Linked DNA regions of Mus musculus: all the other regions are linked to region 5. A link is a contact called in public Hi-C and HiChIP or PLAC-seq data. All regions are on one chromosome and are shown on one strand. Each heading gives the region's core, a stretch centred on a gene start, on an enhancer-like site or on the middle of the called end of the contact. The rest is flanking DNA. Distances are from core to core; before and after follow the strand shown. Region 1 holds the start of Zbtb43 (zinc finger and BTB domain containing 43). Region 2 holds the start of Slc2a8 (solute carrier family 2, (facilitated glucose transporter), member 8). Region 3 overlaps Garnl3 (GTPase activating RANGAP domain-like 3). Region 4 has its middle 8.4 kb from the start of Zbtb34. Region 5 holds the start of Angptl2 (angiopoietin-like 2).

Region 1 (3,817 bases), core at 685-3,184, 250 kb before region 5:
AGATACTAGCTCCGGATAGGCATAGCCTGTGATCAACTTCTTGCCACAAGTGGACAAAGAGAATGAACACATAGAGGTCACTGCAGGAGGATTAGGAGAAAGCATTTTGGAGTGTTGAGTTGAATAAACTCCTTAAATGATACACCACTTTTTTCAAAAAGGACTAAGGCAGGCAAAGCAAGAAGACTGAGATGGACTGTAGCGTTCAGATGATGCCGAGCAGCTGCCCTGATTCTTCATGGCTTTACCGTCAGATGTGTTGGGTTTTACTGTTTTGCTTCTTTGAGACAAGACCTCATTGCACAGTTCAGGTTGACCCAGAATTGCCTATGTCACCCAAGTCGGCTTAGCCTCCAACCCATCTCCATTTTTTTAAAGATTTATTTATTTTACGTATAGGAGTGCTCTATCGGCTTGTACGCCTGCATGCAGAAGAAGACATCATATCCCAGTATGGATGGTTGTGAGCCACCATGTGGGTTCTGGGAAATGAACTCAGGACCTCTGGAAGAACAGCCAGTGCTCTTAACCTCTGAGGCATCTCTCCGACCCCAACCCCAGCCCCAATTTTTTCTTTTTTATATGCATGTGTATTTGTATGTGTGTTCATGCAGATGTGGTTGTGCTGGTCAAAGGAAAACCCCTAGTGCCAGCCACTCCTTTTAGGCAGGTTCTCTGTTATTCTGAAACTCACTGATCCCTGCCTCCACAGCACTGGCGTTAAAATCCTGCCACCACACCTGCTATTTTTATATGGTTCTGGGAGTGAATTCAGGTCCTTAAGTTGCAATGCTTTGTAAAGGATTTACCAACTGAGCCATTCCCTTAATCCCCACGTTTTTTCCCCTAGCAAGATGTTCCGCACCTGTTCCCAGTTCTGTGCTTCAGTATTTGTTTTCTTTCGTTTTGTTTCCCCGAACTTCTAAAAAAAAATTTTTTTTTTTAATGTGTATGTGTGTTTTGCCTGCACACAAGTCTGGGTACTGTTTGCCTGCCTGGTGTCAGTGGAGGCCGGAAGAGGGAGACAGATAACCTGGAACTGGAGTTAGGGAGGCTGTGTGCCACCAGTTGGGTGCTTGAAATTGAACACAGGTCCCCTGGAAGAGAAATGAGTAGTCTTAACTATTGAGCCATTTTTCCAGCCCTCCCAGAATTTCTTTGAATAATTCTCTCGGGGAGTCCCAACCTCCTCTCTAAATACGGCTGAGTTCCAGAGCCCAACCAAGAAGTAGGCGTGCAAGCTGGGCGGTGGTGGCGCAAGCCTTTAATCCCAGTACTTGGGAGGCAGAGGCAGAGGCAGAGGCAGAGGCAGAGGCAGGCGGATTTCTGAGTTCAAGGCCAGCCTGGTCTACAAAGTGAGCTCCAGGACAGCCAGAGCTATACAGAGAAACCCTGTCTCGAAAAAACCAAAAAAAAAAAAAAAAAGAGAGAGAGAGAGAAAGAAAACAAAACAAAACAAACAAAAAAACAAAAAAGAAGTAGGCGCACACCTGGGAAACTGACCTAAGACACAAATGTGTGTCGGGTCCAGCTTGTGTATCCACCCTACACCAACTATGGGGAACACATCCTTGCAATCCTGATACTCAGCAGGTGCAGGTACGAGTGGATTTAAGTCCAACTTAAAGCCATCTTGAAATGTTATTACTTTTTTTTTTTTTTTTTTTTTTTGGTGGTGGTGGTGGTGGTGGGGTGAGCGTATAAATTGCAAGAGTCAGTCTTCCACTAAGGCTTCCAGAGCTACGAACTCGAAATTATCTCACTCTTCGAGACCATTGCGCAGACGCCAGTACCCTGCGCGTGCTCTCCTGAAGACCCGCCCCGAAAGCACGCCTGGAGCATGCGCACATCCCAGCGTCGACGACACGCCTCCGGAAGCACTGGCAATTTCGAGGGCGGGATCAGAAAGCGTATCCGAGGGACGAGAGGCTCGGGCGGAAGTTGTCCCCGCGGTGGCGGCGGAGAATAAGGCCTTGGTACGGCAACGGGGACGCTCCGGTAGGCTGGAGCTACGGGCGCGGAGCCGTCTGAAGGTACTGCGGGGCGGGGAGGCTGGGCGCTCGCGCGGGAGGTCGCGGTCGGGGTCACGAGTGGCCGCGACACGGGACACTGCTCTCCCTCCGACGGCGGTGATGCGGGACGGCGCGAGTGACTCCGAAGCCCCGGCGCCCCGGCTTAGAGTCCTGCGGCCTCCCGGGCGACCTCTTGGCCAAGGTCACCCCGCGGCAGGTGCACCGCCGCCTGGAGCTCTTGGAGAATCCGCCCCCGGGGCGACCTCCGGGTCGAGCCACCCACGCACGAACCGACGCCGCGAAGGAGAACCTCGCTGCCCTGAGTTTCGCCTCTTTGTCAGACCGTTGTCACCTGTTTTGTCCTCACCTGGCCTCTTGTCAGCTGGAGTTTATACTTTGCATCTTTGGTGGTGACAACCTTTGGACTTTGTCTTTACCTCTGTCTCCTCCCTTGCCTCAGTGTTTTTTGACTCTGCTTCTGCCCCCTCGGGCCGCCCTCTGGTTCAGGGCCCGAAAGTCACACTGACTTCTTGGTCATTTGTCTGTCTGTCTCTCTGTGTGTGTGTGTGTGTGTCTGTCTCTCTCTCTCTCTCTCTCTCTCTCTCTCTCTCTCTCTCTCTGCCAATGTTGTGTTCTTGTTCTCTCCTTCCCAACTGAGTTTGTTTAGGCAGGGCGGGCCTTGCCTGGACCTCTGAGCCATGGAAGGTGACTCATGACCCTGTAAAACTCCCCTGGCCGGGCACCATTACCAGTGGCCCGATCACAGTCTGGTCTCAGTTCTGACAAGTGTCACCAAACCTAATAAAGTGTCAGGAGCTACTGCTTTCACGGTGAAGGCCCATCTCAGGATCTAGGCAGTGGTTTGCGCAGGTCTCCACAACTCTTTGCTCTTTCCAGAAACCCTGGGTGGCCTCCAGGGCTGTTTGGAGCTGCTCTGTTTAACCAGGCCAGCATCTACAGGCTTAGGAAGGACTAGACTTCCATCTGCCTCTGAGACCCTTAACTTAGCACAGTAGCAGAGTTCTAGGAGCAGTTTACTGAAGAACTTAGAAACCTAATAGGAATCCATTCCCTGCTTGTTTCCAAAGTATTGTCTGAGACAGAGACACCATAGGGAGGAACACTGAAACTTTTGGAGTGGAGTGTATCTGGAATAGACAGGAGATGAAACATATTTTATCAAGTGCCTGAGTCAAGTAGGCTGCCTCAGTGGATACAGAGTTTTAAGAGATGGAAAGAACGTTCTAGAAATGGTTTGTGCACAACAGTGTGAATGCTACATAACTAACTCTGGTTTGCAACATTTAGTTGAATCCTTTGTAGCAATGCAAGCCAAGCCCTTCCCAGCAGCAGGTTCAGCTGATGTGGAGTTCCTTTCAATCTTGTAGCAGCAGTTTTCCCCTCCCTCCCGGCCCCTCTGGAGTCAGTGCAGAGATCTACTGAGGGGCAGCTTGAGAAACACATTACCTTTGACATGCCAAGAGCTTGTAAAACTGGAAAGATACTCCTTATTAGAGTAGAAAGTGTTCTGGTCTTTTTTCACAGGCTAGGCCTTTTTAGTTTTCTTGGATTTTTTTTTTTTTTTTTGGCTTTGTTTGTTTGTTTCTGTTTTATAAAACTTACCTGCCTTAAGGTCATTTCCCCAGCATTTGGTTTTTTTGTTTGGTTTAGTTTGGTTTGGTTTGGTTTTTTGAGACAAGATCTCTCTATACAGACAGGATGGCCTCAAACTCTGAGATACTCTTGCCTCTACCACCTGAATGCTGGAATTAGAGACTTTTGCCCACATGCCTGGCTTCAAGCTT
Region 2 (3,961 bases), core at 6-2,505, 230 kb after region 5:
TGCTCACAGCCCTCTAGAGATGAAGACACCCAGGCACAGAGAGGGACTAGGTGCCTCTCACTGGTTCTTTCTACATCTGTACGGATGAAGCTGCCACAAAGGTAGCGATTAAGCAGAGCAGTAGAGGCACACAATCACAGGGAGACTCGGGGCGGGAGGACAATAGAGATAATTACCATGATCGTGGGGTAACCAGGGAACAAGGGAATCACTAAGTTCCACTCTGTCCCACTTCTGGAATGGGGGACCTTGCCTGACAGGGTCCTCATCATCTCAGAATTCTAGACATTTGTAGCACTCATGATGAAGGTGAGCTGCTACCAGAAGCACCAGGTCAATGTCAGAAAGTCCAAGGATAGGAACAGGTGGCCCAAGAGAGTTTTCTTGGAGCCTTTTCACCCTGACGCTCTCTGAAGCAGAAGTCAAAGTTGGGGAGGAGCCTATTCCAGGGAACTGTGGGTAGTAAGGGTGGGAAGTCTTTCGGGAGCCAGTGTGATCCATCGCTGACCCACTACTACCCTCATTAGTGGAGGCTAGATTTAGAGACAATTCCATATAAAAATTAAAATAAAATAAAAGTAAAAATATAAAGGATGGCTCAATGCTTACGAACACTTGTTCCAGCAGAGGGCTCAAGCATGCACACACATGGCTCACAACAATCTCTAACTCCAGTTCCGTAGGATCTGATGATGCTTTCTGAATTCTACAAGCACCAGGAATGCATGGGACACACACACACACACACACACACACACGTGAACATGTAAACAACACTCATACAAATAAAGTTTAAATAAAAGCAAAAGAAACCACCAAAATAGGGGCAGCGAGATGACTCTGCTTGTAAGGTGTTTGCCCTCAAGCTTGACGACCTCCGTTCGATCCGGAGGATCCACTTGGTGGAAGGAAAACAAACTCAGGGAAGTTTACTTCGAACGTGCACAGGCACACTGTCACCTCTGTCCATCCCCCCCCCCCCCACTCCCTCCAGCCCCCAATAGATGATTAGAGGGAAAAACAAAAACAAAACACCCAAACAATCTTTCCATTCTCATTGGCAAGCTCAGACCTGATGGGCCACGCCTTCAGACTCACACCACACTCCAATTGGACAGTCGTGCCTGGGTCCCGGACACAGCTCCCTGCAAACCTTTACTTGGGTCGCTGGCGTAGTTCAGCTCCATTGAGCTTTGCAACCGGCTCTGTACTTCCATTGGCCAGCTCTGGTTGGGGGCCGGGTTCTAGCATCCCATTGGTCACTCCTGCAGCGGAGGCCGCGCTCGCCCGAGCGGCGACAGTTCGCGGGTCAGGTCCTGCTGACATGTCTCCCGAGGACCCCCAGGAGACGCAGCCGCTATTGCGGCCACCGGAAGCCAGGTGAGGACTCCCAGGGGCCGCGGTCACTCTCTCACGCCCGGCGACACCGCTCACGCCCCGCCTTGTACCCGTAGGACTCCCCGCGGCCGCCGGGTCTTCCTCGCTTCCTTCGCCGCCGCTCTGGGACCCCTCAGCTTCGGCTTCGCGCTCGGCTACAGCTCCCCCGCCATCCCCAGCCTGCGGCGCACCGCACCCCCGGCCCTGCGCCTCGGAGACAATGCGGCCTCCTGGTTCGGGGTGAGCCCTCTGGGGAGTCCTGGGTCCCCCACTCTCTGCCGCACCCCAGGATCCTCCTCATTCTCTTTCCTCTGAGACTAGGGGGCGTGGGGTGGAAGGATCGTGGGCCATGGCCCCTGGTGGCCTCCTCTTCAGCCCGTCCCGGGTCCCCAGGCCGTCGTGACCCTGGGCGCTGCTGCAGGGGGCATACTGGGCGGCTGGCTCCTGGACCGTGCAGGGCGCAAGCTGAGCCTCTTGCTCTGCACCGTGCCCTTCGTGACTGGCTTTGCTGTCATCACCGCGGCCCGGGATGTGTGGATGCTGCTCGGAGGCCGCCTCCTCACCGGCCTTGCCTGCGGAGTCGCCTCACTAGTGGCACCGGTGAGTGGTTTGAGCCTCCTAGATGACCTTTGCCAGGCAGGGGGCAGCCGGTCAGCAGCGAGGCAGTTCCTTACTGATCTTTTACTCTACTATGGTGGTGTCACTGTATGCTAGGCAGCGATAACGGGAATGCCCCTATTTTCTTGTTAACTGGGCAGTTCTACTCTGGTTTGTCCCTAGGATAGGCTGCAGGCTCCCTTCACTGCTTGCAGTGAAGGCTACATATACCTTGCAGCCCACACACCTGGACCACTTACCTGGACACAGGCTTCTCTCCCAGCCTCAGTGCCCCCCTGTAAAGTAAGGCCTAGTCCCGAGGTGGTTTCGGCCTTTGCACAGGAAACTGCTGGCCCGGGATAGTGTCTGAAAAGATTTAGACCCTAGCAACTGAGGGTCACCAGCAACCTGTGGCTACACACTTGGATGACCACCCATCCCTCCTTCACTTCCATGGCCTCCTGCTTATCCTCTTCATCTGTTGGAGGCGTGAAGGAGCTAGAGGAAAGGGAGACTGGGGACCTGTGGGTTGTTTTTGTTTTGTGTTTGTTTGTTTTTACTAGAGCATAAAGTATAGGATAATCTAGAAGTATGTATGGATAATGTCTAGTGACTCCTGAGATTAGAAGTGATGGCACCCCTGTTAGGACTGGGCTGAACAAGGACACATCAGACAGCAAGGGAGAAGTCTTTCGTTCTAACTCACATCTGTGCATATTAAATGTGTGCTGGGCTGGGCCTGGTGGCACATGCCTGTAATCCCAACACTTGAGGGTTAAATACATGAAGATCAGGAATTCAAGGTTTTCCTCAGCTCGGGAAGCTAGCCTAGGCTTCATGAAACTCTATCTCAATCAATCAATCAAGCAAGCAAGCAAGCAAGCAAACCAGGGTAGGAAAGCTCTGCACTCCTCTCTCAGTGCTCACACACATAATGGCAACCCATTACCCACAATCCTCTTTAAAACTCTGCGGGAAACCGGGTGGTGGTGGCGCACGCCTTTAATCCCAGCACTTGGGAGGCAGAGGCAGGCGGATTTCTGAGTTCCAGGCCAGCCTGGTCTACAGAGTGAGTTCCAGGACAGCCAGGGCTACACAGAGAAACCCTGTCTCGAAAAACCAAAAAAAAAAAAAAAAACAAACAAACAAACAAAAAAAAAAAATCTGCAGGAAATGGGGAGGGGCACTCTGCTGGCCTATAGCGTACAGTTAAACCTTTCCTTTCAAAGAGCCAAGTAAAATCTCACCTTAACCACCAATAGGTTTACATCTCGGAAATCGCCTACCCAGCTGTCCGAGGACTGCTCGGCTCCTGTGTGCAGCTGATGGTTGTCACTGGCATCCTCCTGGCCTATGTGGCAGGTAGATTTGTGTGCTTTCTTTGATCCCTGTTAGAGGCTATGCGGTCACTCTGGAAACTGAGGTTCACAGAGGACAAGAGTTTGCCTGGTGCTGCTGGTCAGGGTGCCAGGTTCTCGGTCACACAGCTTGGAGGGCTGGGGGGAGGGGCCTGGTAACCCGGTGCCAGGAAGAACTAGAGCAGGTGGTTTCTCTGTCCCAGAATCCCACCGCGCTGTGGAGGGAGTCAGGGGGTTCCAGTGCAAGGAAGGGTGGGATATAGGGAAACACTTTAGCTCAGTCACTTGGGGAGCTGGAGTTTCTGCATGCTGGCACTGAGTTCTCAGGAGAATGTCACATAAAGGAGGCTGCTCCCCAAAGATGAGGGGCAGAGCTGGTGGCCTGGGGAGGCTTTAGAAATTACCTCCTTGTAATATTTATTCTTTTAAACTTAACAAACATTTATACCAATAAAGACATGGGAGGTGTTAACTGAGACCTGTGAGCTCAATGAGGTGATTTTATTTTCTCAACTATGTACAAAATGTCGAGTTATAAGCCTACAACTAAACTGCTCGCTCTTTAGAAATCCCTTAGCTTCTCCTTCCTAGAATACTGATTTACCTGTGTCCTGCCACTGCTTCTCTGT
Region 3 (3,692 bases), core at 990-3,489, 210 kb after region 5:
TTTTGTGAGTCGGTCTGTCCCTTTCATTTCAGGCTGACTCCCATCCTAGCCCATTAGCTTTTACTTAATTTCATTAGACTTGCTCTGGAGAGTCTCCTTCTTTTAAAGTCATAAGGTTCTTTTAAAATTCATTATTTATTATGTATACAGTGTCCTGCCTGCATGTATGCCTAGAGTCCAGAAGAGGGCACCAGATCTCATTACAGATGGCTGTGAGCCACCATGTGGTTGCTAGGAATTGAACTCAGGACCTCTGGAAGAGCATCCAGGGCTCTTAATCTTAAGATTAAGATTAAGATTAAGATTAAGGGCTGGTGAGATGGCTCAGTGGGTAAGAGCACCCGACTGCTCTTCCGAAGGTCAGGAGTTCAAATCCCAGCAACCACATGGTGGCTCACAACCATCTGTAACGAGATCTGACTCCCTCTTCTGGAGTGTCTGAGGACAGCTACAGTGTACTTACAATAAATAAATAAATAAATCTTTAAAAAAAAAAAAAAAAAAAAAAAGATTAAGATTAAGATTAATTAATTAAGATTAAGATTAAGGGCTCTTAATCTTAATCTTAATCTTAAGGGTCTCCAGCCCTTAAGGTCACAATTTTTAAAACTCAGGACCCGCTGCACTGTGAGTGCAGCAAATCCTGCTTTAAAGGACTGGTTACTGAGTAAAGTAGGCTGTCACCTTTTTGGTTTTATGGTAATAGAAAAGCTCTTTCTAAAGACTTGGTCTTCATACCAAGATTACAAAAAGGAAGGGTGATTAATCAAGCAGCCACTAAATTTGTCACTTTCTCCTGTCCTTGCCTTCTCTCCTTCCTGTCTGCATACAAACCCTTTAGCTAGCTGGGGCGCATAGGGAGAGTGCATGCTGGCCCATGCTGGGCTCGGCGGTACACAGTGAGCCTCTGTTTCCAGCACACAAGGAGGTGCTCCATTCTTTTTGACTCCACATGTTTAAGGTGTGAACAAGTTTTCTGAACACTTTTGAGCATCTGGTTCATTCTTGGTTAACTAGGGATGTTACTAGTGCTGACCAATTCTGGTAAATGAGGCATCTAAATTAAAAAATGTAAGACGCTTCATGGTCTGGCACCTACTAAACCCTTAGAGAATGTGACCTGCCACTCCTGATGATACTGTGGACCCATAAAATAATTGCAGTTATTCACCCAGATACAACAGTACTGGAATTATCATCTCATGTTCTGAACAGGCAAATCCTCCTGGCAGCATTACAGAGCCCCTAGTACCAGAACAGAAGGAAGGACTGTGGCTGATAGACTGACTGTCCTAAGAGTCCACTAAAGGACTAGAAGCAAGCTCTGTAACTCCAGCTCCAGAGGATCTCAAGCCTCTGGCCTCCAAGGGCACCTGTACGCGTATGCACATACCCACATGCAGACTTACATATAATAAAAAATAATAAAAATGGTTTTTAAAAACATATTAGCACATCAGCCAGTGATGGCACACACCTTGAAGCCCAGCACTGAGGAAGCAGAGGCAGGTAGGTCTTTGTAAGTTCCAGGACAGCCAGAGCTACACAGAGAAACCTTGTCTTGAAAAACAAAATGAAACAAAAAAACCATATAAGCAGACTACTATTGATACAGACAGAGGCAGGCTAGGGATAGGATTTGCTCACTTTAAATGTAAAAGAAGCTTTCAATTTACTTTCTTGAGAAATGCAAGCAATAATATAAGATATGATAATTTATATTATAGCATCCAAAGGAAAATAATTGCTGCTTCTCCCCACACACCCCACACACCCCCGTGTTATTCAGTCCTTTACAACCCAGTAAACCTGGGGTTGAGACACGCTGCTCTTTCTTTGGTGGCACCAACAAGAAAAACGTAGCTTCTTTTCATGTCCCCGCTGCTCTGCCCACCCCCATAGAGTTCTCAATGCTACTGAGTGATGCATATCAGGACTTCTCCCATGCAGAGCGAGCAGTGCCTGAACTCCTTCTAAGACCTTATGAGAACTCTACACGCCAACTCCGTCCTTGACCAGCGAGGCTCGGGTCAGCCCCAGGCATGCATCACAGGTGGTGCGGCAGGGTAACCAGACTTCTTTTCCAGATGACCTCCCATCCGTGCCCGTGTTTGACAGAACTCTACCTGTGAAGCAGATCCACGTGCTGGAGACCCTGGACCTTCTGGTTCTCAGAGCAGACAAAGGTGCCGCCCCTCAGATGGCTGCTCCAGGAAGAGCAAAATGGCGGGTGACCCACTGCAGCCAACCCGCAGGGTCGCTGGGTCTGGGGCTGTGGCTCATATCACTGTTCCTCTCCCTGGTGTCAGTGCTGTGGTGCTTTGGTGGTTCACTTGTGGGGATAGCGGAGGGATAGAGAGTTTCATTCTCCCACGATTGTGTAGAGCAAGTGTGCTATGGGGTAGATGCAGTTGCTTGCATCCCAGAACCTCCCAACCCTGGTTTGTGTATCTGACCTGGGAGTCCCAACAGGTCATCTCACTTCGCTATCTGATCCCTCTTCCTTCTCTCTATCACCAGGGAAAGACGCCCGCCTCTTTGTCTTCCGGCTCAGTGCTGTGCAGAAAGGCCTTGATGGCAGGCAGACTGGAAGGAGCAGATCTGACTGCCGAGAAAACAAGCTGGAGAAAACCAAAGGTGAGGGCTGGAAGGAACTCAGCCAGGGCAGTGCTTGCCTGGACTGAATGAGGCCCTGCATTCTATCCCCAGGCTACGGAAGCCACCCCTGGCCACACAGCAAGTTTGAGACACTGTCACAAAAGAAGAAAGAAACTATTTCTGTTAAAATGTCCAGGCCACTGAAAATAAAAATTAATAGTGGGGATGGAAAGAAATATAGTTCCTCCTTATAGAATGAGGAGTACGGGTGTAGGTCAGGGAGGAGCACTTGCCAAATAAGTGCTGGGCAGAGCCCTGGGTTTGACTCCCAGAACTGCCTACATGGAATCTCAGCTTCCCTAAGAAGCTACAAAAATAGGAAAGCAGGTTGAGGACGAGGAGTTTCAGCCTTGGACCACAGGTCTTGGAGTGAGTTCAGCTCTCTTAGCTACCCTGTAACAAAAGACACTTTGGGGTTTTGGTTCTAGAGTCCTGATTAACCTCTACTTCCATCTCTATTGTGTAGCAGATACAAAGCCAAGCACTGGGCATAGAGACCTGCCTGACCCAGAGGCCATGAGCAGTTGTAGCTCTTGCAGAGGACCCAGGTTCAATTCCAGGCATCTACATGGCAGATCACAACTGCCTGTGCTCCCCTTCTGACCTCCTCAGGCTTTGGATATACACATGGTGCATGTGCACACACGCAGGCCAAACACTCACACACACTGTCTCATTTACCCCTCTGCTGTGGGCTAAGATACCGTGACCAAGGCAACTACAGGAGGAGCAATTGACTGTGAGCTTATTGGTTCAGAGGGCAAGTCAGTGATGCATGGGATGACAGCAGGCAGGCAGGCAGGCAGGCATGGCACTAGAGCAGAGACTCAGAGTTCATAACTAGAGACAGCAGCCATGAGACAGAGAGAGCTATTACCAGGGACAGTGTGGGCTTTTGAAACCTCAAGGCCAAGTAACACACCTCCTCCAACAAGGCCACATTTCCTAGTACTTCCCAAACGTCCCACCAACTAGAGACCAAGCCCTCAAATATATGAGCTTATGTATGAGCTCAGTATATGAGCTCAAGCACT
Region 4 (3,511 bases), core at 494-2,993, 220 kb before region 5:
AGCCACCATGTGGTTGCTGGGATTTGAACTCAGGACCTTTGGAAGAGCAATCAGTGTTCTTACCCGCCGAGCCATCTCTCCAGCCCCCTAATTGGTGTATTTTAAGGCCCCTGCAGTTCTAGGTTTTATTCCCTAGAGAGATTAGGCTGGAGCACACTAATGCTAGGGACTAAGGGTGGAGCAGGGTGGAGCATTCGGGGTGCTGGATGAGGCTCTAGCCTGCAGAATCTGAACTGAAGTGAAAAAGATACATCCTCCCCAGAGGGAGTGGTGTGAAGGAGAAACCTGGAAGTGGGAGGCTTGAAAGTAGCTGTGGGAACCTAATGGGGAAAGGAAGTGGGGTTACCATGGCAACGAGCATCTCCTGCTGCGCATGCTGGGCCATGCTCTTGTCCCTCTTCTTTACCTGTGATAACTCAGTAGACCTTTTACTACAACTCAGCTTGAAAGCAAAGGGAAACTGAGGCTCAGACACCGAAGTACATGGCCAATCCAGAATCCTAAAGTAACCCAAGTTCACCATCCTCACACCCTGATGTTGTGCAAGGCCATGACCTGAAGCAGATTGCAGGCTGAAGATCAAGGAGCCGATTTAGTAAGCGATGATTTGAGCTGTCAGAAAGAAGATGAGCCTGGTGGAATGCTATGATCTTGAACATGGTGTTTATGCCATGGGTCAAGTGACTAATCACAGATTTGTTGATGTGGTATCTCCTGGGTGTGGAACAGGTGTCTGTAAGGTGAGCCTCTAGGAGCTCAGGTGGACCAAGTTAAGATAAAAAGGACCATCCCTGTAGCCTGCTGGGGAACCTGTCCTTGACCCATAGACTCCGAGCTACAGAAGCTCTCTCTAAACTTGACTTTCCTTAAGGAGACTTGCCTGGTTTTGTTTTGTTTTTGAGACTGGGTTCACTCTTAGTCCACGCTGCCCCAGATCTATCTCGTGGTGATCCTTCTGCCTGGGCTTCTCAAGTGTCAGGATTACAGGTGTGAGACACTGTAGCGTACCCAGTTTTCACGATGGTCTTGAGGAAAAGGGCAGCTAGCAGAAACTGTCACGAGTGCCATCCCTCCCCCACACTCCAGCCATCCCTCCCCCACACTCCTGCCATCCCTCTCCCACACTCCAGCCATCCCTCCCCCACACTCCTGCCATCCCTCCCCCACACTCCTGCCATCCCTCCCCCACACTCCTGCCATCCCTCCCCCACACTCCTGCCATCCCTCCCCCACACTCCTGCCATCCCTCCCCCACACTCCATCAAGTCTGACTCTTCACCTTGGACGGCAGCTGCCCCCACCCTGTCCTCATTCACTCTAGCCCAGCTTGTTGCACCAGCTTGGCCTCCTCACTACATTTCACCCTATACTCCCGTCCAGGCCTCCTGGCTCTCCCTGTACCAGCCCACTCAGCTCAGAAACCTTCACGGGGTGGGTCACCAGTTTCTATCCACCACACCCAAACTCTCCAGACTGTGGTCTTAGACTCTCTGATTGGTTTCTCTGCTGCCTCTCCAGCCTCCTCCAGTCCTCTCTTCCTTGGATTTTGCCTCAAACTTCCTGTACCCATGAGCATTGCCCTGTGTCGGGGATGCACTCAGTCTTTCCTCCCTGCCACTGTGACCAAGGATACAACTGAGATCACTTCCTCCGAGAAACCTTCCTTGTCCTTCGGTTGCTGCAGCACTGGGACTTCCAAAGTTCCCTGGGAGGTCTGGGCTGGGTGTCCCGCAGGCTTCATTTGCATATGTGAGGACTGGGGGCTGAAAGGTTCAGAGAGCCTCTTGCTTTTCTTTGCTGCTCAGGCAAGGCAGGCAGCGAGTGAGCTCTTGTTCCGCTTGAAGTTACATTATGTCTCCTCTGGTCTTGAGGCGAGCTAGCGTGGGTATAGGCACCCACCAGGTGAGAGACAGGAGACTAAAATACTCCCCAAGATACAGAGACATCAAATTCTTCTAGAGAGAGAGCTAAAAATGTGTAAACGGTACCATTACTGCTCCTGCTCCCTCTTGTGAGTCCAGTCAGCCCGCAGATTTGGAGTTTGCCTAGCCAGCCACCTCCCAGGCTTCAGCACTGATGGAGAGATGAAGTTTGGCTTTGCCATATTGCAATTTCTTCCCTGAAATATCCTAATCCACTGCCTCCAGCCTTGGGAGAGCGGCTATCACAGCCCTGGTGACTGGGATTGGAGCCCATCTGATTCAAAGTTTTGTTTTGTTGTCTTTTCGAGACAGGGTTTCTCTGTGTAGCCCTGGCTGTCCTGGAACTCACTTTGTAGACCAGGCTGGCCTCGAACTCAGAAATCCGCCTGCCTCTGCCTCCCAAGTGCTGGGATTAAAGGCGTGTGCCACCACTGCCCCGCTGATTTAAAGTTTTAAAGTTGCGCCTATGACTGGATTGTTTCTGCTCAGTCGGGTCCCTCCACCCTCAGGCTCGATTTTGTTTTTTAATTTACAGAAATGACTGGCTGAGCTGTGTTTTAAAGGACAGACTTGACCTTGTTCTTTGAATACTCTTTCACCCTTCTGCTAACCCAGGAGCCTCACAAAGCTACAGACCACTCCTTTCAGTAGTGTGGGGGGGTAGGGGTGGGAGGGTGGGGGCAAAGAGTCCCCCCCCCCCCCCGTCCCACCCCCAGCCTAGGTCAGGATGAAAGTCACTGTGAGGCAGGGTGTCCTGTGAACAGAGTGACATTTGGGGGATTTCTGTGGGGTTGCAAGGGTAGCCTCCAAATCTGAGGCTGGAAACCACTCCCTCCAAGTGTGCTCCTGAGCCGCCCCAGGCAAGATGCTTACATGCTTTTAAAGACAAGGGCTGCAGCTGGTCCCTGTTGCAGGGCTTGACCTCTTGACCTCCTGTGAGGCTGATAACACAGGACTTGTTCAGACAGTAATCCCAGGAATAGCCCCTGAGGGACAGACTCTCCCCTAGTTCACAGGAGAGGAACAGTCTCTCCTGGGAGTGTTTATAGTCCTGTGGGCACAGGAGAGCCGGGCTAAGCACTTGGTGCTGCCCAGCTAGTTTAACATAAGCAACACCTGCCCATGCTGTCTACTCTCAAGTCAGTCCCTCCAGGACCTCAGGGCTTCCTGCCTGCCACAAAAGAGCCCATTGGATCTTCCTACGGGTCCCCCAGATAGAGGAGTGAGGGGACGTTTGATCTCCGTGGGTTCGGTCTGGGGAACCCTGTTCCTTCCAGTTTTGCTGATCTTCCTAGAAACCAGATCACAGCCGGGATCTGGTGCTTCCGGCCACTCTCATGCCAAGTGTTCCTGAGTTTCGGCCCTGTTCCTCATCCTTCAGCATTGATGCATTTGCTCTTTTTAAGTCAGACGCTCTCCATTTTCTAGCTCCATGAGAGCACATTAATCAACAGCAGACAGTTTCAGATCTGAGATTATTAGGACAGCCTTGCCCACCTGCAATCCGGGGCATTTGGAGAGATTTGTACTCCAGATGATATAGCCTGGCCATTGGGCAAAGGCAGGACTGTGCATAAACTTCTTGTGCT
Region 5 (3,824 bases), core at 1,020-3,519:
TCTGACAGGGATGCCAGTAGGCAGATCCCAAGGGTGATGCAGGATAGCATCCTGCCTGGGAGAGTGGTGTTAGAAGTTTTGGTCTAGTTGTATGTTTTCTTACAATATACTTCTAGGATGTAGAAATGCTACAGGTGGCTCAAGCCCAGTCCAAGATGCAAAGTATCTTTAATACATTTTAATACTCTTTTATTATTTTATATTTAAATATAAATATATGAATAATATATGTGATAAATAAAATATAAAATAAAGTTATTTTAATACCCTTTAATCCTCATGTTGTGGTGACTGCCCCCCCAACCATAAAGCTATTTCATTGCTACTTCTTAACTGTAATTTTGCTACTGTTATGAATTGTAATGCAAATATCTGATATGTAGGATATCTGATGTGGTTGCAACCCACAGCTTAAGAACCGCTGCTTTAGAGAATGTATCCAGGTCAGGGCAAGAGTTGGGGTACTGGTTCTTCCCTCTGGGCATGCTGATGGTTGGGCTCTAATAACTGGTAACCAGGGCTTTAGAGACTCTGAACACATCTCGTGCGCCACCCCTGGAGAGCAGTGAGTGATGTGTGACTTGAAGAAACCCTGAAGTCACATGCCAGGCTTCCTCATCTGGGAGATGGAGGTAGTTAGATGTGTGTTGTGGGGTTGCTGCAGGTGTCTGCTGGGCTGTTGCTGAGCTGGGCTCTCAGCCCTCTTTTTCACAGATCAGGAAACTGAGGTTTAGAAAAGCTGTGATCTGCCACTTAACAGAGTTCAGACAGGAGCCAGCTCATAATCGCTGCCATACTAGGCCTGTACTTGGAAGAACCCATGTGGAGAGCACTGAGCTAGCTTTGGAACTTGTGTTCTCAGTCTTCCTCAAAGGGATCTTTTTCTGAGTAACAACACTGGCCTCTGGGAACTCTCCTAATCCCACAGCAGAGGCAATAGCTGACCCGTGACACGGATGTCACAGGGAGAGGGGAGGGATCAGCAGAGAATTTCTGTTTGGAAATGTTATCTCATGCTGAAGCGCTTGCTTTCAAGGGACTGACTCTGTATGTGGCGCCTGCTGTGTCCCCTCACTAGGCTGTTCAGAAAGCAGGTCCTCCACAGTCTCTCAGCCACATCCTGCTGGCTGGAGACCTGGGATCCATCTACTGTATCCTTGGGCGCAGAGGGAAAGTCAGGGCAGCACTTTGCCCCAGTCCTACCGACAGAAACTTGTGGGTGACATGTTCTGTCCCGCACAGGACGCCTCTGCTCCTGGCACGCTGGCAGCTCGTGCTGCCTGGCCCAGGGCACTTTCTGAACTGAGGCCCCCACTGCCTCAGGTCCGCATTACATCTGCTTCTGCTGTAGCATAACTCTAGCTGGCTGGGTGTGCAGGAGTCCGGAGCTTGAACACAACTTGCCCAGTCCTACACTGCCCTGCGACTCTCAGCCTGCTGCCCTTTCAAATCCGCACCTACACACATGCACATACCCGGCTACCAGCCTGTGTCCGACAGCCAAACCGGCTCACCCCAGAGGCTCTTTGTCTGAAAGAGGTGAGTGGAGCTCACCGATGAAGTCCTCAACATCCCAGCCCAGTGTGCTTGTGCCTCTACACCACCCTGCCCAAGTATTCACAGTCCTCTGCCTGGTCAGATGCTTGATTCAGCTCTGAGCAAAAGCAAGGTTTGACCCCTGTGGGGTCCAGCTGCACACGGAAGCTGGAGGAGTCAGGGTTGCCCGTCTCAAGCCCCTCTTCCCCTGGCTGCTGCAGTTGAGAGCTGACCCCTTACCTCTTCTCTCCTGCTTGGCCCTGGAGCAGCGCTTCACATGCCTCACGGTGCCATCAGCAGCACAGCCTGGCCGTGGCCTCCAGGAGAGGTCCCGAGTCTCAGGCTGGACTGGCCGCCGAGCAGCCCTGCCTCACTGGCCTCAGCTGGCAGCAGTCTATGCTCTCTGAAGCTCCTAGGGATGAGGCTGGCTCTGGTGTCACCGGGGCTGCTCCCAACCTGCTCTCCCTCACAGTGTGGTCCGCAGCTGCCTTAGTGCATGCTTCTTGCAGGTCCTGGGTCCAACAACACCACTCAGGGCTTGGGGTCCATCCCCAGGCCGACAGCAGCAGCCTCAGTTGAACTCCCAGGTCCTTTGTGGAGCCTTTACGTGCCGCCAGAGGAAACTGTGAGCACAGCCTGACCCTGGTTGGCTGCAGGCACTTCTCTCCGCCCACCAGTGCAAGAGGATCCCCCAGGCCCCAGAAAAGCTCTGGGCCTCCCCTCAGCTCCAGACAGGGGCGGGCCGCCTGGTGATGTCACACTAGCTCCAGCCCCAGCTGGCCCAGCCCCTCCTGCCTGCTTTGGCGGCCTGGGCGGGGCCCCCTCCTTCTTTGGCACAGGAAGGCTGGCCAGCTCTGCTCCTGGCTCACCAGCCTGCTCCACTCCCTGAAGGCTGACGTTGCTGGGGTGCCCTGTGTAGGCAAAGCGCTTCCACTGGACTCGGGTAACGGACTTGAGCAGCTGCGGCTGTGCAAGCAGCTGCTTGGGAGGCCAGGGAGCCCTGCTCACTCTTTCTGTGGATTGCCTTACTAAGTGTTCAGCATCTTCTTTCCAAACCACTTCATCCCTGCAGAAGGCACTGCTAATGTGGCAGTGGGGTAGGACAGTGAAAGTACCATGACTGGGTTGGGAAACTAGAGGAAGACTGTTTGCCACTCCCTGAGCTTCCTTCTCTACAGCATAAGTGAGCCACATTCCAGCAACACTGCCAGGTTCACCAAGGTCACCTGGGAAGGTCCGGTTACAGGATCAAGGACGGTGTGCCAGGTGGGCAGGTGGGCTGGACTTAAATCCAAAGCCCCTGCTATGTGACCCTGCCAGCCTTAGTTCTCAGCTGTGACTTGGGTGAACACGTGGTAGAGTCCCTGGGAGCTGTCAGTTGTGAATGGTCAAGAGAGTGGAGTGAGCGCTAAGACTGGTGGCTCCGAGTAGAGAAGGACAGGGCCTTGGTGCCTAGGCCACATCCTTCAGATGCATCAGGTCTGTTGAGCTGGCAGTAGAAGGCCACTGGCATCCTGCAGGGGTGTAGAGAGGGGGAGACCCCAAGTCCCATGCACAGGCTCACCCACTGCTTGATATTAGTGATGTCTCTTCTTTGAAAAGTGTTAGTGGTGGTGGTAACATTTAGGTACGAACTAAGAGGAAACTTTAGTGGCCCTCTCTTACAGCAAGTCAACATGGGATATTTTCCTGATCTCTAAGGAGACAGACCCACTGTGGCTCCCTCTCCTGAGACTGCCACCTTTTATTCAGGAAACAAATTATTTTTTCTGCTTCTCCTCAGCCTACTTAGCCCCTTCCCTCTTCTGTCAATTTCTTCTGTTCCTAGAAGAAACTACAGACCTTAAGGGACACCATTAGCCAGAGAGCTGATCTGGGCTGGGCAGGAAGTCTTTTTCTACCAGGGAGTGATGAGCACCGCTCTGCTTTCTGCCTAGGACCTGGTCCGGGTCCTGTGGCTGAACACCACTTATTTGGAAGTGAGTCACCATATTCCGCAGCGTGGTCATACAGCACATTGAGAGGCTGTCCCCTTTCACTTATCTTCCTCGCATTTCTAGGATGTGTTTATGAAGATGCTACTATTAGCCAAAGCCCCCGTCCTCTGACAGCAAACAGTTGGGCTGGGAGAAAACTGCTGCGTGCTGAGGGTGAATCTTACAGGGAGATGCAGCAGCCAGGGCCAGCTGCCGGATGAAATCTCTAAGCCCAATTCCATAGGATGGCTCAGACCCACTAGGCAATCAAGTGGGGGGTGGGGGATAGTCAGGGCTAGGTGGAATAGGTGA

What was found. A called contact is a pair of places that touch in the nucleus more often than the background predicts. HiChIP or PLAC-seq counts read pairs in DNA pulled down with a chosen protein or histone mark.
Region 1: a FOXA1 HiChIP or PLAC-seq map of pancreatic cancer cells shows a contact between it and region 5. The contact joins the promoter of Zbtb43 here to the promoter of Angptl2 in region 5. A contact is called at or near these places in 6 of 39 promoter capture datasets (3T3-L1-derived adipocytes, the HPC-7 cell line, cranial neural crest and 3 more), 2 of 115 datasets of contacts at active chromatin or transcription factors (embryonic stem cells and pancreatic cancer cells) and 1 of 9 other capture datasets (adipose tissue).
Region 2: an H3K4me3 HiChIP or PLAC-seq map of the SCID.adh cell line shows a contact between it and region 5, with 15 read pairs. The contact joins the promoter of Slc2a8 here to the promoter of Angptl2 in region 5. A contact is called at or near these places in 11 of 39 promoter capture datasets (the 3T3-L1 cell line, 3T3-L1-derived adipocytes, the C10 cell line and 7 more), 5 of 484 Hi-C or Micro-C datasets (the C2C12 cell line, embryonic stem cells, extraembryonic endoderm stem cells and 2 more), 7 of 115 datasets of contacts at active chromatin or transcription factors (the NIH/3T3 cell line, the SCID.adh cell line, T-cell acute lymphoblastic leukemia and 2 more) and 1 of 9 other capture datasets (pancreatic islet).
Region 3: a Hi-C map of the P5424 cell line shows a contact between it and region 5, with 1.8 times the contacts expected there. The contact joins the enhancer-like site here to the promoter of Angptl2 in region 5. A contact is called at or near these places in 2 of 39 promoter capture datasets (both in embryonic stem cells), 1 of 484 Hi-C or Micro-C datasets (the P5424 cell line), 2 of 115 datasets of contacts at active chromatin or transcription factors (both in embryonic stem cells) and 1 of 9 other capture datasets (embryonic stem cells).
Region 4: an H3K27ac HiChIP or PLAC-seq map of embryonic stem cells shows a contact between it and region 5, with 14 read pairs. The contact joins the enhancer-like site here to the promoter of Angptl2 in region 5. A contact is called at or near these places in 7 of 39 promoter capture datasets (the C10 cell line, the HPC-7 cell line, cranial neural crest and 4 more), 3 of 115 datasets of contacts at active chromatin or transcription factors (bone marrow-derived macrophages, embryonic stem cells and pancreatic cancer cells) and 2 of 9 other capture datasets (adipose tissue and liver).

The regions. Positions count from the first base shown.
Region 1 is chr2:33,466,649-33,470,465 of GRCm38.p6, reverse strand. Zbtb43 (zinc finger and BTB domain containing 43) reads left to right here and starts at 1,934. Exons shown (of 3, transcript NM_001025594.1): 1 at 1,934-2,033.
Region 2 is chr2:32,979,377-32,983,337 of GRCm38.p6, reverse strand. It overlaps Slc2a8 (solute carrier family 2, (facilitated glucose transporter), member 8), which reads left to right and starts at 1,255. Exons shown (of 10, transcript NM_019488.5): 1 at 1,255-1,380; 2 at 1,455-1,617; 3 at 1,771-1,977; 4 at 3,237-3,336. The coding sequence starts at 1,325.
Region 3 is chr2:33,005,743-33,009,434 of GRCm38.p6, reverse strand. It overlaps Garnl3 (GTPase activating RANGAP domain-like 3), which reads left to right. Exons shown (of 30, transcript NM_001355200.1): 20 at 2,088-2,186; 21 at 2,521-2,637. Among named protein-coding and RNA genes, the nearest start is that of Slc2a8, 26 kb to the right of the region's middle. Within about 2 kb of position 2,239, at least 2 of the 459 cell types and tissues checked have an H3K27ac peak or open chromatin away from gene starts, as enhancers often do. A contact at or near this core is called in embryonic stem cells, where this site is marked.
Region 4 is chr2:33,437,928-33,441,438 of GRCm38.p6, reverse strand. No RefSeq gene overlaps it. Among named protein-coding and RNA genes, the nearest start is that of Zbtb34, 8.4 kb to the right of the region's middle. Within about 2 kb of position 1,743, at least 48 of the 459 cell types and tissues checked have an H3K27ac peak or open chromatin away from gene starts, as enhancers often do. A contact at or near this core is called in embryonic stem cells, where this site is marked.
Region 5 is chr2:33,214,406-33,218,229 of GRCm38.p6, reverse strand. Angptl2 (angiopoietin-like 2) reads right to left here and starts at 2,269. Exons shown (of 5, transcript NM_011923.4): 1 at 1,777-2,269. All of the region lies in intron 8 of Ralgps1 (Ral GEF with PH domain and SH3 binding motif 1), which reads left to right.